Linked DNA regions of Mus musculus: region 1 is linked to region 2. The links are chromatin contacts, called in public HiChIP or PLAC-seq maps. All regions are on one chromosome and are shown on one strand. The core of a region is the stretch at or near the end of the contact, and the rest is flanking DNA. Distances in the headings are between cores, read along the strand shown. Region 1 holds the start of Abt1 (activator of basal transcription 1). Region 2 holds the start of Vmn1r-ps103 (vomeronasal 1 receptor, pseudogene 103).

Region 1 (6,457 bases), core at 2,988-5,487, 980 kb before region 2:
TCCTGTATGGCTTCCGATGCTTTCCCATGGTGCTCATTTTTCTGTTTTAGGAACCAGGAAGCTGAGCGGCACCATAGGTGTTGCTAACCAAGCATAGCAGCATAATAAAAATGGAGTGATTAAATGTATTAAGTTTGAAGTATATGTTATGTTATGTTTATTTGATCCAGTATAATTGTGCAATATAACATGGGCCAGGACATTCCTAAATACATGCCGTGATTAGTTTTTCTCAACTTGACACAAGCTAGTCTTTCGGAAGAGGAAACCGCCATTGTGAAAAATGCCTCTATCAGATTTGCCTACAGGCAAGTCTGTAGAGCATTTACATAAGTAATGATTGGCGTGGAATGGCTCAGCCCACTGTAGGTGATGCCACCCTTGGGCAAATGGTTCTGGGTTGTATAAGAAGCAGGGTGATCAGACCATAGTGAGCAAACTTTTAAGCAGCACCCCTCCATGTTATTTGCTTCGCTTCCTGCCCTCAAGTGCTGGCCTTGCTTGGATTTCTGCCCAGGCTTCCCTGATGATGGACGGTGATCAAGACGGTTAAGTTAAATAAACCCTTTCCTCCCCAGGTTGCTTTTGGTCATAGTATTTTAACACAGCAACAGGAACCAACCTAAAACACACATCAAAAGCTTCTCAAGCTTCGTGTCTCATGCTTTTGCATTCAATCTTGATCTTCCGCGTTTCTATGGTGAACTGGGCAAGAGCTCTGCTTCAGGATGGTATTGTCTGTCTATGGTATCACTGACGTTTCCTCTCACTTTTAATAAAGAGAGGAGGCCCTAAAGAGACAGGACAGCACCGTAGGACAGGGCAGTGAAGACCTTAAAATTTTCCCTGATGATTGCCTGCATTTAAAATAAAACAGGAAATAAAAATACTTATTTCATAAGTCATACAGGCTATATATCTCCCTTCGATAGCTCAGTTGGTAGAGCGGAGGACTGTAGTATAGGTGTTGATATCCTTAGGTCGCTGGTTCGAATCCGGCTCGAAGGAGGTGCCTTTTAATCGACATTTATACCACCAAAAGATAGTATAAAAATCCAATAAGAGCCGGGCGTGGTGGCGCACGCCTTTAATCCCAGCACTCGAGGCAGAGGCAAGCAAACCCTGACTCGAACCCCCCCACCCCCACCCCAAATACAATAAGAACTTTAATACTAATTAACAATCTTTACAAGTTCATATTTGGAGAGTCAAGTTTATTCCTATAAAGGACCTTAGGCCTTTAATTTGAGACGATCTTTATATATACAGGCATATTTTCAGACCCAGTCTGAATTTCGTGGAAAGTAATTGCTTTTGGCAATTTGAAGAATGCAGCACCTTCCTTTCTTCTCCATCTTCCAAGAGCTGTGGAAAAATAGTGTGTACAGCACCTGAGCTTTGTTTATTTTACCCTAAATCCTACAATTGAGTATTTCAAGTGACATTGGTTCACTGCATTCTCTGAAAGTCCTAATATTCCCACCATAGTGAGACCGTTTCAAAAGATCATTCCTTCGAGCCGGATTCGAACCAGCGACCTAAGGATCACCACATTAGTAGTCTACAGTCCTCCGCTCTACCAACTGAGCTATCGAAGGAAGACGCTGAGTCTTTTAGCATTTGCAAGAAACATTTTTATACATGTCATAATTCATAATATTCAAACTTTTCATAACTCACATATTCCATGAAAATATCCCTGGATGGCTTCTTGTTTTTCATAACAGATTCATTTTTTTTGTCTTAGGATCAGGAAACTGAATGGCACCATAGGTATTTGCTGGCCGAGCATGACAGCACACTTAAAATGAAAAAGTTAACATTTTTGCTTGATTTTGTGTGTGTGTGTGACATGTTTCATTTATTTGCTCCACTACAATTGTGGAAAATAGTATGGACTACTCCTGTCCTACTTGTCAAAGGCCTCTTAAGTTTTGTGTCTCATGCATTTGTGTTTACCCCGGGGTTTTCCTTGTTCAAAAAGGAGAATCACAAGTTTCCTTGAAGTGGGCAATAGCTCTGCCTCAGGATGGTAGTTTGTCTATGTTACCACTGACATTTTCACTCACTTTTAATAAAGGAGGTGCTGAGACTGGACAGCACAGCAGGGAAGTGCAACAGAGGGAGGTGAGCCCTGCCTGGAAGGGCTCGTGAACATTCTTAGGAGCAGTTTTTGGAAATCTATGTAAAACACTTATACATTAAAAGCACTCAACTCAAACCTGTTCTTAAACAACTGTTGAGGGATCACTAGCTAACTTAGTTTTAGAATATCCTAGTGCCTACCAAACATTTCCTTGTATTTCAAAATGAATCAGAATAAGTCAGCCAACTATTTTACATATCCTAAAGGGTAGCTGGGCGTCTTCCTTCGATAGCTCAGTTGGTAGAGCGGAGGACTGTAGAGTTACTAGAATAGTGATCCTTAGGTCGCTGGTTCGAATCCGGCTCGAAGGAACGATCTTTTGAAAAGATATCACCATACTGAGAATCCTAGGGCTTTTAAGGGTTTCCAGTGTACCAATGTCACTTGAAACACGCAGTTGTAGGATTTGAGGTAAAAATAAACTTCAGGTACACTTAAGGTGGGAGCACTTAGATTTTACGAAATCGAGACTGGATCATGGGAAGGCGTAACGATGAAAAGATACCTGGCACGACTATTTCGCATGTTCACTCATTGACGACTCAATGATTCTTCACGATCCTCTCTATGCTCATATATATACATAATTTTAATATATAAATTAAAATTTAAAAGGGTCTCTTGTAGCCCAGGTTGGTCTGGAACTTCCTTTCTTCTCCATCTCCCAAGAGCTGAGGATTACAGGATTGCCCCGACTTCCAGTTTACTTGGCATTTATTTGGCATTTAATGTGTACAAATATTTCATTAACAATAATTTCAAGCACGTGCAAAGTACAGAAAGCCACTTAGCCACCACACTCTTGTGTCTTCTTTACATGTGCCCCTCCCCCAGTTCTCAATGTTTTGAAGTAACTATAAGACGCTCTCAAGTGTCATCATTGTTGGTGAAGTAGTCAGTTAAAAGTTAAAAGTAGGGGTCTTTTCTCTCCATATTCACTTTTCATAAAAGGAGCAGAGGTAACCAACAGCAAGTTCTCTTCAATGCAAGTCCCCAAAGTCAGGTTTAGTTATTAGGTCCTCAGAAGCACCTCAGCTTTACAAATAACGCCCAGAGTCTGTGGACACAGTTGCCCTGTCTTCTATATGTCATCGTGATGATGAAGGATAAAATATTATGTAGGGCCTTGACGAGGGACAACTTGAGTCCTCAGGATCATCCTGCTCTCCGTCCGTCCGTTAAGCAGGAGGGGAGGTTAGTACATCATTTCTAGCAGAGGCATCATCGCTCGAGCGTCATCAGCTGCTGTGGCCCGCCTCTGCGTTGGCCCTGGCGTGTAGGTCCCAAAAGCGAGGCGGCCTGCTGATGTGCGGACCGCGCCCCCTGGCGGCTGGTCCGAGGCTGAGACCTGCAACCCGGACCTTTCGCTCATCAACTTGCACAGATTCGAACACAATAGTACTCAGCTTTTTACTCAAACAGTTACAGATTTAAGTATTCACAAGGTGAAATGTAAAATTACTAAAGGCGCGTTTAAAATTTTAAAACCGCAACTCCAATTAAAATCCCAAAAGAATGCGTGCAAATTTATAAGCTGCTTCAAAAACTTTAATTTTAAAATGTTAAAACTTCATATAATTCAAATAATAAAATAAAAATTCAAATAATATGTTGAAACTTCAAATAATTAAAACTTCAAGGCTCAGACTGAAGTTTACAAGTTGAACTTCATAAAACTTTTTAAAATGTGTGTTAACCTTTCAACCACATTCGCACCACAGACCTGGAAGAAAATGCTGTTTTGGTCTCTACAACACACTCTTTCAACACTCTGTTCTGTAAAAATCCCACGAGAGGCACCAGGGTACGCTCTTGATGCATGGAGGCAAAAATCATTCATGCACATTTGTAAAAAAAATAAAAATATTCCGTGAGAGCTTGCCTCAGATGAGGGCTGCGCGCGACGGAAGTATTTTACCGGGACCCAGGTCCTGCGGCTCCCAACCCTTCTCCTCAGTCCAGTCTGTTGGCCTCGCCCCTCCCGCCCCGCCCAGTCTGTCTCTGCCCCGCCCCTCCGCACCCAGGATTTACGTCATTTCTTGGCCCCGACCGCAGATTGGCTCGCAGGATGTGCGTCATCAGATGGCGACAGATTCACGGCTGTCGTGCTCCCCAGATCTTGCCATGGTGAAAGCGGGAGAGTTGGTGGAGCAGCAAAAGGCTGCGATGGAGGAAGAGGCGAATGCAGAGGCGGCGGAGGATCAGGAGGAGCCCGAGGACACGGCCTGCAGCAGCAGCAGCAAGAAGAAGAAGAAGGTAGTTCCGGGGATTGTGTACCTGGGCCACGTCCCGCCGCGATTCCGGCCCCTTCACGTACGCAACCTGCTCAGCGCCTACGGCGAGGTGGGACGCGTTTTCTTCCAGGCCGAGGGTAAGCCCTGCGTCGAAAGGAGAGGTGACGATGCGGGCAGCCGGGCGCGACTCATTTTCTTGGCTGTACACGAATGAGGCGTGGGGTGCTGGCTCTTGGAAGGCTGTGGCCCCTTCCTAGCTGCTAAGTGTGTAGTACTCACGTCCTTTAGGTGGCAGGCAGGGGCGGGGAAGGGAAATGGAGAGGGTGAGTGGATAGAGAGAGTGGTTTAATAAGGCCTGAAAGAGACCCACGATCTTCTCTTCTTTCTATTTCTTAAAATTTTATTTACTTACTACTTTTTGTAGCTGTCTTCAGACACACCAGAAGAGGGCATCAGATCCCATTACAGATGGTTGTGAGCCACCATGTGGTTGTTGGGAATTGAACTCAGGACCTCTGAAAGAGCAGTCAGTACTCTTAACCACTGAGCCATCTCTCCAGCCCTCTCAATTTTCAAATAGTCCCTGAAACTGTATGATTAGCCTCCTTCAGCCTCTTCACCTTTGTTTGTTTGTTTGTTTGTTTGTTTTTCGAGACAGGGTTTCTTTGTAGCTCTGGCTGTCCTGGAACTCACTCTGTAGACCAGGCTGGCCTCGAACTCAGAGATCCGCCTGCTGCTGCCTCCCAAGTGCTGGGATTAAAGGCGTGCACTACCATGCCTGGCTCTCTTCCACCTCTTGACATGCACAACTTGGAAATGGAGGTGGGGACTGGTGTTGTTCTTGGTGCTGTTCTAATGTTCAAGAAGTTGTCATTTGAAGGGAGGCATGAATTAAGGAAAGGAGGAGCTGCCCCTTACAGACAGCCGTGTTTCATCAATCCCTGTAAAGTAGCGCCTAAACCAGCAGGTGTGGCTTACGGCTAAACTGAGGTGTGTCTCAGTGGGTGCTTGATGGGATGTTCATTGTGTTTGGCCTACAGACCACTTTGTGAAACGCAAGAAGAAGGCAGCCGCGGCCGCAGGAGGAAAGAAGGGAGCTAAGTACAGCAAGGACTATACCGAAGGCTGGGTGGAGTTCCGAGACAAGCGTGTAGCCAAGCGAGTGGCAGCCAGTCTACATAACACGCCCATGGGCGCCCGCAAGCGCAGCCCCTTCCGTTATGACCTGTGGAACCTCAAGGTGAGGTTCTCAGTTTGTCTGCCACATCTTCATTCCCCCCTCCAGCTCTAGTCCAGGCACCCCATCCTTCCTGCTAGCTCTGAGCAGCTCCCAGTTTCTTCTCCCGACCTTCCCTACCGTGACCTTTTCTTCTTTTCCTTCTCACAGTATTTGCATCGTTTTACTTGGTCCCACCTCAGTGAACACCTTGCCTTTGAGCGCCAAGTACGAAGGCAACGCCTGAGAGCAGAGGTCGCCCAAGCAAAGAGAGAGACTGACTTCTATCTTCGAAACGTAGAACAGGGACAACACTTCCTTGCAGCTGATGGGGATGCTACTCGGCCAAATAGCTCCTGGACATTCACCCAGCGTCCCACTGAGCAGGAGTTTAGGGCCCGGAAAGCTGCACGGCCAGGAGGGCGGGAAAGAGCACGGCTGGCTAATGTCGAGGACCAGGCCCGATCCAACAGAGGGCTCCTTGCCAAGATCTTTGGAGCCCCTCTACCTGCAGAGAGCAAGGAAAAACCGTAGTCAATAAGGGACTCCTGGTGATGGAAGAAATACCTACCAGCCCTGCGCCATTCTGATCTGCTTCCTGAAGAGTGTGACCATCTAGGCAGATGTTTTCTCTATTCCACACACCAAGAGTCTGGTAAAGGCCTTTTGTTGGTGTCTTTTACCTACTTTGAACAAATCCTGTAAGTGCCAGCCTGAGAACCTTACTCGTCCTATCCAGGGTGAAGACCACTGGAGGTGCCTGTTGTGTTTTGTTTGATTTCTGATTGCCTGCCTCTTTCTCAGTGGACAGCTAACAGTTTCTGACTGAAAGAGTGGACTTGCCCTCCACTAGGGTAGTGG
Region 2 (6,513 bases), core at 1,079-3,578:
TATCAACTCTGTGTGCCACTCAGAGTCCAGGTCATCCTTGTTCACGCTGAATCAATGATTTTACATCTTCTGTCTACTGTTTTTTTAATTTGTAAAATGAAATGTAAAGTTAATTTTGTATGTTCCCATGGGTGTTCGTGTATGTGTGTGTGTGTGTGTGTGTGTGTGTGTGTGTGAGCATGCATGTGGGTGTCAGATGACAGCATGTAGGAGTCAGTTTTTTTTCTTCAGAGATAGATCAGGCTGTCTAGGTGTCAGCAGGTGATTTTACTCTCTGAGTCATCTCTCATGTCCTCTGTCTATCTCAATGTTGAACAACCACTCCATCACTCAGATTAAACACATCTTTCTTCACATCTTCTCCATGTTTTTATATCACATCCTTTTGAGTCAAATGACAAAGATTGACTTAGAAGATGCTTTATTGGTTTGGTTCTTTATTTCAGATACTTAGAAAAAGGTTTAACATAAGAGCTGTGAGGATAACATGAGCAATGGATGTAACCTACAGACAAGTCTCATTTACATCAGAAAGACAAGGAGCTGAAGGGATGGTGGAAAGACATGATCCTCTTGCAGAGAACTCTGTTTCCTCAACACCCACATGATAGGACTCATGATAACTGGTCGCTCTAGCTCCTTGGGACCTAAAGTTCTCTTCAGACCTATGTGTGCACCTGTACAAATACCTATGATATACATTAACAAATATACATATACATAAATAAAAAGATATATAATCATGCTATTTAATTGACTATAGCACAAAATAATACATATTATTTACTTAAATATTTTGTGTAAAGTGCAGCTAAGCAAAATATTAATACTTATTCATTCTACTGTAAAGTAGAGCCATGAAGTACCAAACTGTCTAGTCAGATGTGACTGAGAAATTTTTGTAATTAAGACATAAACATTCTTTTAAAAATCCATCAATTTCATGTTAAATCATTACATCAAGAAATATTTTTAAGAATGTGTTCTTTGGATTATGAGAATCATTTTACTGTCTTATTGCATGGATCAAATTTAAGAAACTAAGCAGAGAATCTTTAGTTTAAACATAGAAAAGTTTTAAATATCCTTCCAAGAGTGGAAAATAGAGAATGAGATGTCTATATCAGTGTAATTTGTTAAGGTCTTTCTTTCAGTTCAAGGCTGTGAGTCACCAGAAAGAGTGTTTGAAAATAATTACATGCACAAGCTGCTTTGGGATTTCATCTTACCCACAGTCTTCTGACATCTTCTGACACCTATTGGACAAATAAATGAGAGTGACATTTTCTCAATTTCTCCATCTGGGCATGCCAAAAATCAACCAGAAGCCCATCCCTGTGAATCAACACAAAAGGGCTAAAAGTTGCATAACCAAGGCTCAGAAATTCTAGAGTATTTACCATCAATGCATTGTCCCTTGAAGAGAGACTTAAAATTAGAAAAAAGGGCACAATCTGTCCAGTAGAAGAAAACAAAACAGAGCATCAGAAGGAGGACACTTTGAGCAGCTCTCAGCTCCGGAGGAGTTCTGTAGAGGAGCTTGGAGTTCTGAAGGTAGAGGACTTGCTGGTGGTGCTTGTGGAGAAGAAATACCATGTAGCCACTGGCCCCTCCCATGGCACCCTGAAACACTGCATCTCTCAGGACCATGAGAGGGAGAACAATCCATTTTATTTCCTGACTTTCTTGCATAAAATAGCAATAGTTGTCACTATTCTTATGCTGTGATATATTCATACCTGTACTTATGATAGAATGTATTAGGTTCATACTTATTAAACCATTGAGTATCCAAAAGAATAGCAAGAATGGAAGGATGTGCTGTGCAGACTTTGGCCTGAGCCTCCTCCACCCAGATGCTCTGGGACTGATGATGATGGCCTGGACCACAGTGAGGAGACTGCTGGTGCAGAGGGAGAGGCCCCGGGCCACTCTCCCCAGGTAAACAATTATCTTGCAGCCTATGTCATCTAGAAAATTTCTAATACCAAAAGTTTCTATTGCCTTGGGCAGTCCTTTTGTAAGAAGGAGTATGATGTTTGTAAAGGCCAAGTGGATGAGAATAAGGTGTATGGGCTTCTTCTCAGGGCTTCCCCACCAACTGAGCATAAAATTCACAGAAACAGACATGTTCCCCAGAGTGCCAAGCACTGTCATGGAGGGGAAAATAATTTCCTCAATGTACTTCAAAACCATGTCTTCCTTCCTAGGTGAAAAACTTGTATACAGGATGCAAACACATTCTGAAGAAAGCCTCCTTAATGCTAGATATGTGTATGAACAGCAAATTTGCACAGTAGCATTTTCTTGAGTTTGAAAAGCAGTCATGGACACAGGTAATATTGCAGCTTAGGTCTCTGAAACTTCTCTTTTATCCTGTGGTCTGTGGGATATTTTGCATGGTCTCATAGACGATATTATTAACTGGTATTCAAAGCTAAGATTTAAAGGAGATTATTTTTGAGCTTTACTCTAGAAACATTGACTTCTTCAAGTTTCTTTGCATGTGTGTTCGTGTGTTTGTATGTATTCATTTGTAAAATGTATGCATTATCTTTGTTACTTCTGTGTGTTGTTGAATTGAATTCCAACATCTGTATATATGTTGAAATTTTTTGAACATATTTTCTCACCCAATTCCCAAAGCCTGAGACTCATGCTGAATCTGACTACCTTCCTTACAACACACACAGATCCTGAGAAACCCTTCTAGTCAAAACCTGCAACATCTCTCCTCCTTTGTTCAATATTCCTTTCTTATCTGCATCTTGAAAAGCCAACAATTTCTAGAATGGCATTTGAATTCAAAGGTTTATAACTTCAATTTCTATATCAATATGTTAGGTTTTTTATATTGATCATTGATTGATTTTGCTCTGTATGAATGTTTACTAGATACTTTTAAAAAGTAGTCCTTAGTGTCATGTCAAATTGTGTAAACTTTCTAGATAAAGTCCCACAGTTAAATCTGAATCACAGGAAGATGTTCTTAAAAGCCTGAGTGAAAAATTCATGTAACCACCATGTTGTAGCCATGGACAGTGCCCGGTAGAACCCTGGGATGCTTCCTACTGATGAGAGGGATGGGGGAGGAGATTAATGAAGTGTTAGCTGATGCCAATTGATGAGTGTGATTTATGAGTTATGAGGTCTCAATATGGCTGAATGACCACAGTAGGTTGAGGTATACAGTTGTGAGCAGGGACTCTCCCATCTAAGTGTTCATGGCAACATTTGCCATGTGAGTAGCAGATATTAAGAGTTTGCTTTACAGCCTGCTACTCTTCCTGTTTCTTTCCAACCTGTTTGTTAGGCAGGCTGCTTTGTTCTATATCAGTCTGAGCTGATTTTAGAACTTAAACCTCAGCAGGATGTTATTGTTCAGGTTGTGGCACTCCATTCTCATATCTCAGATATTTTTAGTAAGCTTTGGGCACCATTTCTAGAATGAAAGGAATCAAGATGCTCCAGTGGCTCCATAGGTTTTTGTGTTCTGAGGACTTCGAGTGCCTTTGTTCCCTGCTTTCCTTCCTGCTGGTACTTCTAATAAGTCATTCATTTCTATTGAAATAGACTATTACAGGATAGAGAAGTGACTCCTCTCCTCCATTATTTGGGAATGCTAAAGGAAATTAATTTTAAAAAAAGAGAAGAAACTTCTGTTTAGATGGATGGATATTCCCATGATAGGTTAAAGCTCGAAGACCTTGAGATAGATTATATCCATTCATCCTGATTTTTCTTTTTTTTCAATATTTTTTACTAGGTATTTTCCTCATTTACATTTCCAATGCTATCCCAAAAGTCCCCCATACCCTCCCCCCACTCTCCTAGCCACACACTCCCACTTTTTGGCCCTGTACTGGGACATATAAAGTTTGCATGACAAATGGGTCTCTCTTTCCAGTGATGGCCAACTAGGCCATCTTTTGATACATCCTGATTTTTCTTAAAGCAAGCCAGCAAACAATCAAACAAACCACAAATGATTGTGGCCCTTTGGCAGTTATCACTGGGGTAAAGTTAAGGTGAGCTGTTTCAGGATGTACTAGTTTATAACCTGGAACCTTGTAGCAAGACATCTCAAGATGGTCTTGATAACTGCTACACTTTGTGGTTTATAGTTATCCACAAGCACCAGGCATACAATAACTGAAGTTGAGATAAATATTTATAATATTAGGTGATAGAATCAAGAGACTATAAGGATGAATCCAGAAGGAAAAGCTTCAACTGAGGAATTATAATGCTATTGTAAAAGAAAACAAGTGCCAATACTTGAAAAGTGGAAATGTATCTGAAGTCAAACGTACAAACTTTACAAACAGCAGTGACTATGTTGGAGTCACACTGCTGGCAAACTATATATTTGTAATATAATTATATTTGTTATATTTGTAATTTTTTATCTTATTATTTTGGAGACACAATCTAACTCTGTAAACCATTGAAAATCAATTGTTTTGCCCCTGTCTATCTAGTGCTGATGTTCATGGAGTGTTTCATTACTCTCTCAAATATATAATAGACATCTGAAAATCTTCTCTATCTTACTGGTTCTTTTAAGAAAAAACAAGGAAACAACATTACTCAAAGACCCACCCAGCACTCTCTCATGAGGATGCACAGCAATAGTCATCATCATATCTGTCCCATTTCTGTATCTCCAGGAATTTGTCTCCTTCGATCTTTCTGAACTCACGAACCAGCTTTATCAGGGTCAGAAAGAGAGTGGAGGGCTCAAGGCTCACAGAGCCTCTCAACTATTTCCTGGCTTAGTCAGAGAGAGACTACCACTTTAATGAAGCTCTCCAAGGCACAGATGAAGGCATCTAACATCTAACATCTCTCCACGTACTCACCTGGACCTCTCTGGTGCAGACAGGCTTTGGAGCAGCTCTGGGAAGGTGACAATTGCCTGGTCATATTTGTACTGTCTGGATCTGTGGGGATCTTGGCTGCTGCCAGATACTGCAGACTTCATGGTTCATATTGTCACAGTGTCAGGGGGAAGAAAGGCCACTGCAGGGCTTTAGTCCCTGAAGTACAGCTACCCTGTCTTGTACAGTTACAGCATCTGTTTTGCTCAGAAGATATTTCCAGCTTAATTAGGGTTTAATTATTTTGAGAGGAAGGAAGTGATGTGAGAAAATGAACAACTAACCAGGTTTCTGTGTAGTGAGTTTCCCACATCTCCAGAGAACCTCCTTATACTCATTTAGACACTGTGCTTGCTGCTTGAGTCTCTGTGAGCTCATATGTACATTGCTTAGTTGATTCATTCAGAGGGTCTTCTTCCATTGGTGTCCTCCATTCTTTCTGGGTCTTACAATCTTTCTGATTCCTCTTCCAAAAGATTCCCTCATCTCTGTCGGTAGGCATTTGATGTAGACTTCCCAGATAAACTCTCTATCTGCCTAATGTAATAGTGTGTCTCTGCATCTGTTTCTCTCTGCTGCTGTAGGAAACCTCTCTGATGATGCCTAAATAACACATTGACGTATGGTTATAAAATAATATCATTAGGAGTCATTTTACTGATACTTTAAAAAAAAAAAAAGAACAGTAGTGTCAGTAGTGTTTGCTTTTACCCTAGGTCTGTGTGCTATTGGTCTCTGGTTCTTTGTCACACAAACAGTATTATGTTCATTCTTGTGGAGTGGGACAGTAAGTAAATCTATATATTGTATTGGCTATTCCCATAAGTTCTGTATCATCTTTGCCCTGGTATACTTTTAAGGCAGGAAAGTTTGTAGGTCAAAGGCTTTCTGGCTGGGTTGATGTCCATTTTTCTTCTTTCTGAAGCCTGCAAGAGTATCTTCTTATGCCAAAGAGTTTAGAGTGTGGAGTTAAGGCTCCAATATAGGCACCACCTCAATGTCTCTGTGTTCAACGAGTTATGCACGTTGTCCTTGGCAACAGGGAGCTGATGTCACTTTTCAGAGAACAACCATTTGCCTTAGCAACAGCCTTTGTTCTTTGTGGATTTTTTGGGCACACATTTGTCAAACACATCAACTGAAAGCAGCCTAATCTGACCACTAAAAGCCTCACCTGAGCCAGGCGGTGGTGGCGCACGCCTTTAATCCCAGCACTCGGGAGGCAGAGGCAGACAGATTCTGAGTTTGAGGCCAGTCTGGTCTACAGAGTGAGTTCCAAGACAACCAGGACTACACAGAGAAACCCTGTCTCAAAAAAACAAAAACAATAAGGAAAAAAAAAAAAGACTCACTTGGCTACAAAAGAGGGGGTTTCCACTTTACAACCCAAGTACTCCAGAATTCCATCCATCGCTTTCCACACTTTCTCACTCCACCTCATTTCTTCTTCAGTCTGGTTCACCTGTTCCTATGCCTGTTCATCCATAATATCTATTCTTCACGTTCCCAGCACTGCCATAAAATCTAATTATTAAAATGATTTATTTATTTGTTTTGTATAGTGTTCTGCCTGCATGTATGCCTGCATGCCAGAAAGGTACACCAGAACTCATAATAGATGGGTATGGGCAAT

The links. HiChIP or PLAC-seq counts read pairs in DNA pulled down with a chosen protein or histone mark.
Region 1: an H3K4me3 HiChIP or PLAC-seq map of the 230-238 cell line shows a contact between it and region 2, with 7 times the contacts expected there. The contact joins the promoter of Abt1 here to the promoter of Vmn1r-ps103 in region 2. A contact is called at or near these places in 2 of 39 promoter capture datasets (embryonic stem cells and hippocampal neurons) and 2 of 115 datasets of contacts at active chromatin or transcription factors (the 230-238 cell line and embryonic stem cells).

Annotation. Positions count from the first base shown.
Region 1 is chr13:23,421,646-23,428,102 of GRCm38.p6, reverse strand. It overlaps Abt1 (activator of basal transcription 1), which reads left to right and starts at 4,237. Exons shown (of 3, transcript NM_013924.3): 1 at 4,237-4,517; 2 at 5,421-5,620; 3 at 5,768-6,457. The coding sequence starts at 4,271. The coding sequence ends at 6,130. It overlaps n-TYgta3 (a tRNA gene), which reads left to right and starts at 2,369; the gene lies at 2,369-2,457. n-TYgta4 (a tRNA gene) reads right to left here and starts at 1,598; the gene lies at 1,511-1,598. It overlaps n-TYgta5 (a tRNA gene), which reads left to right and starts at 923; the gene lies at 923-1,008. It also overlaps C230035I16Rik.
Region 2 is chr13:22,437,087-22,443,599 of GRCm38.p6, reverse strand. It overlaps Vmn1r-ps103 (vomeronasal 1 receptor, pseudogene 103), which reads right to left and starts at 2,328. Exons shown (of 1, transcript NM_134211.2): 1 at 1,357-2,328. The coding sequence starts at 2,328. The coding sequence ends at 1,357.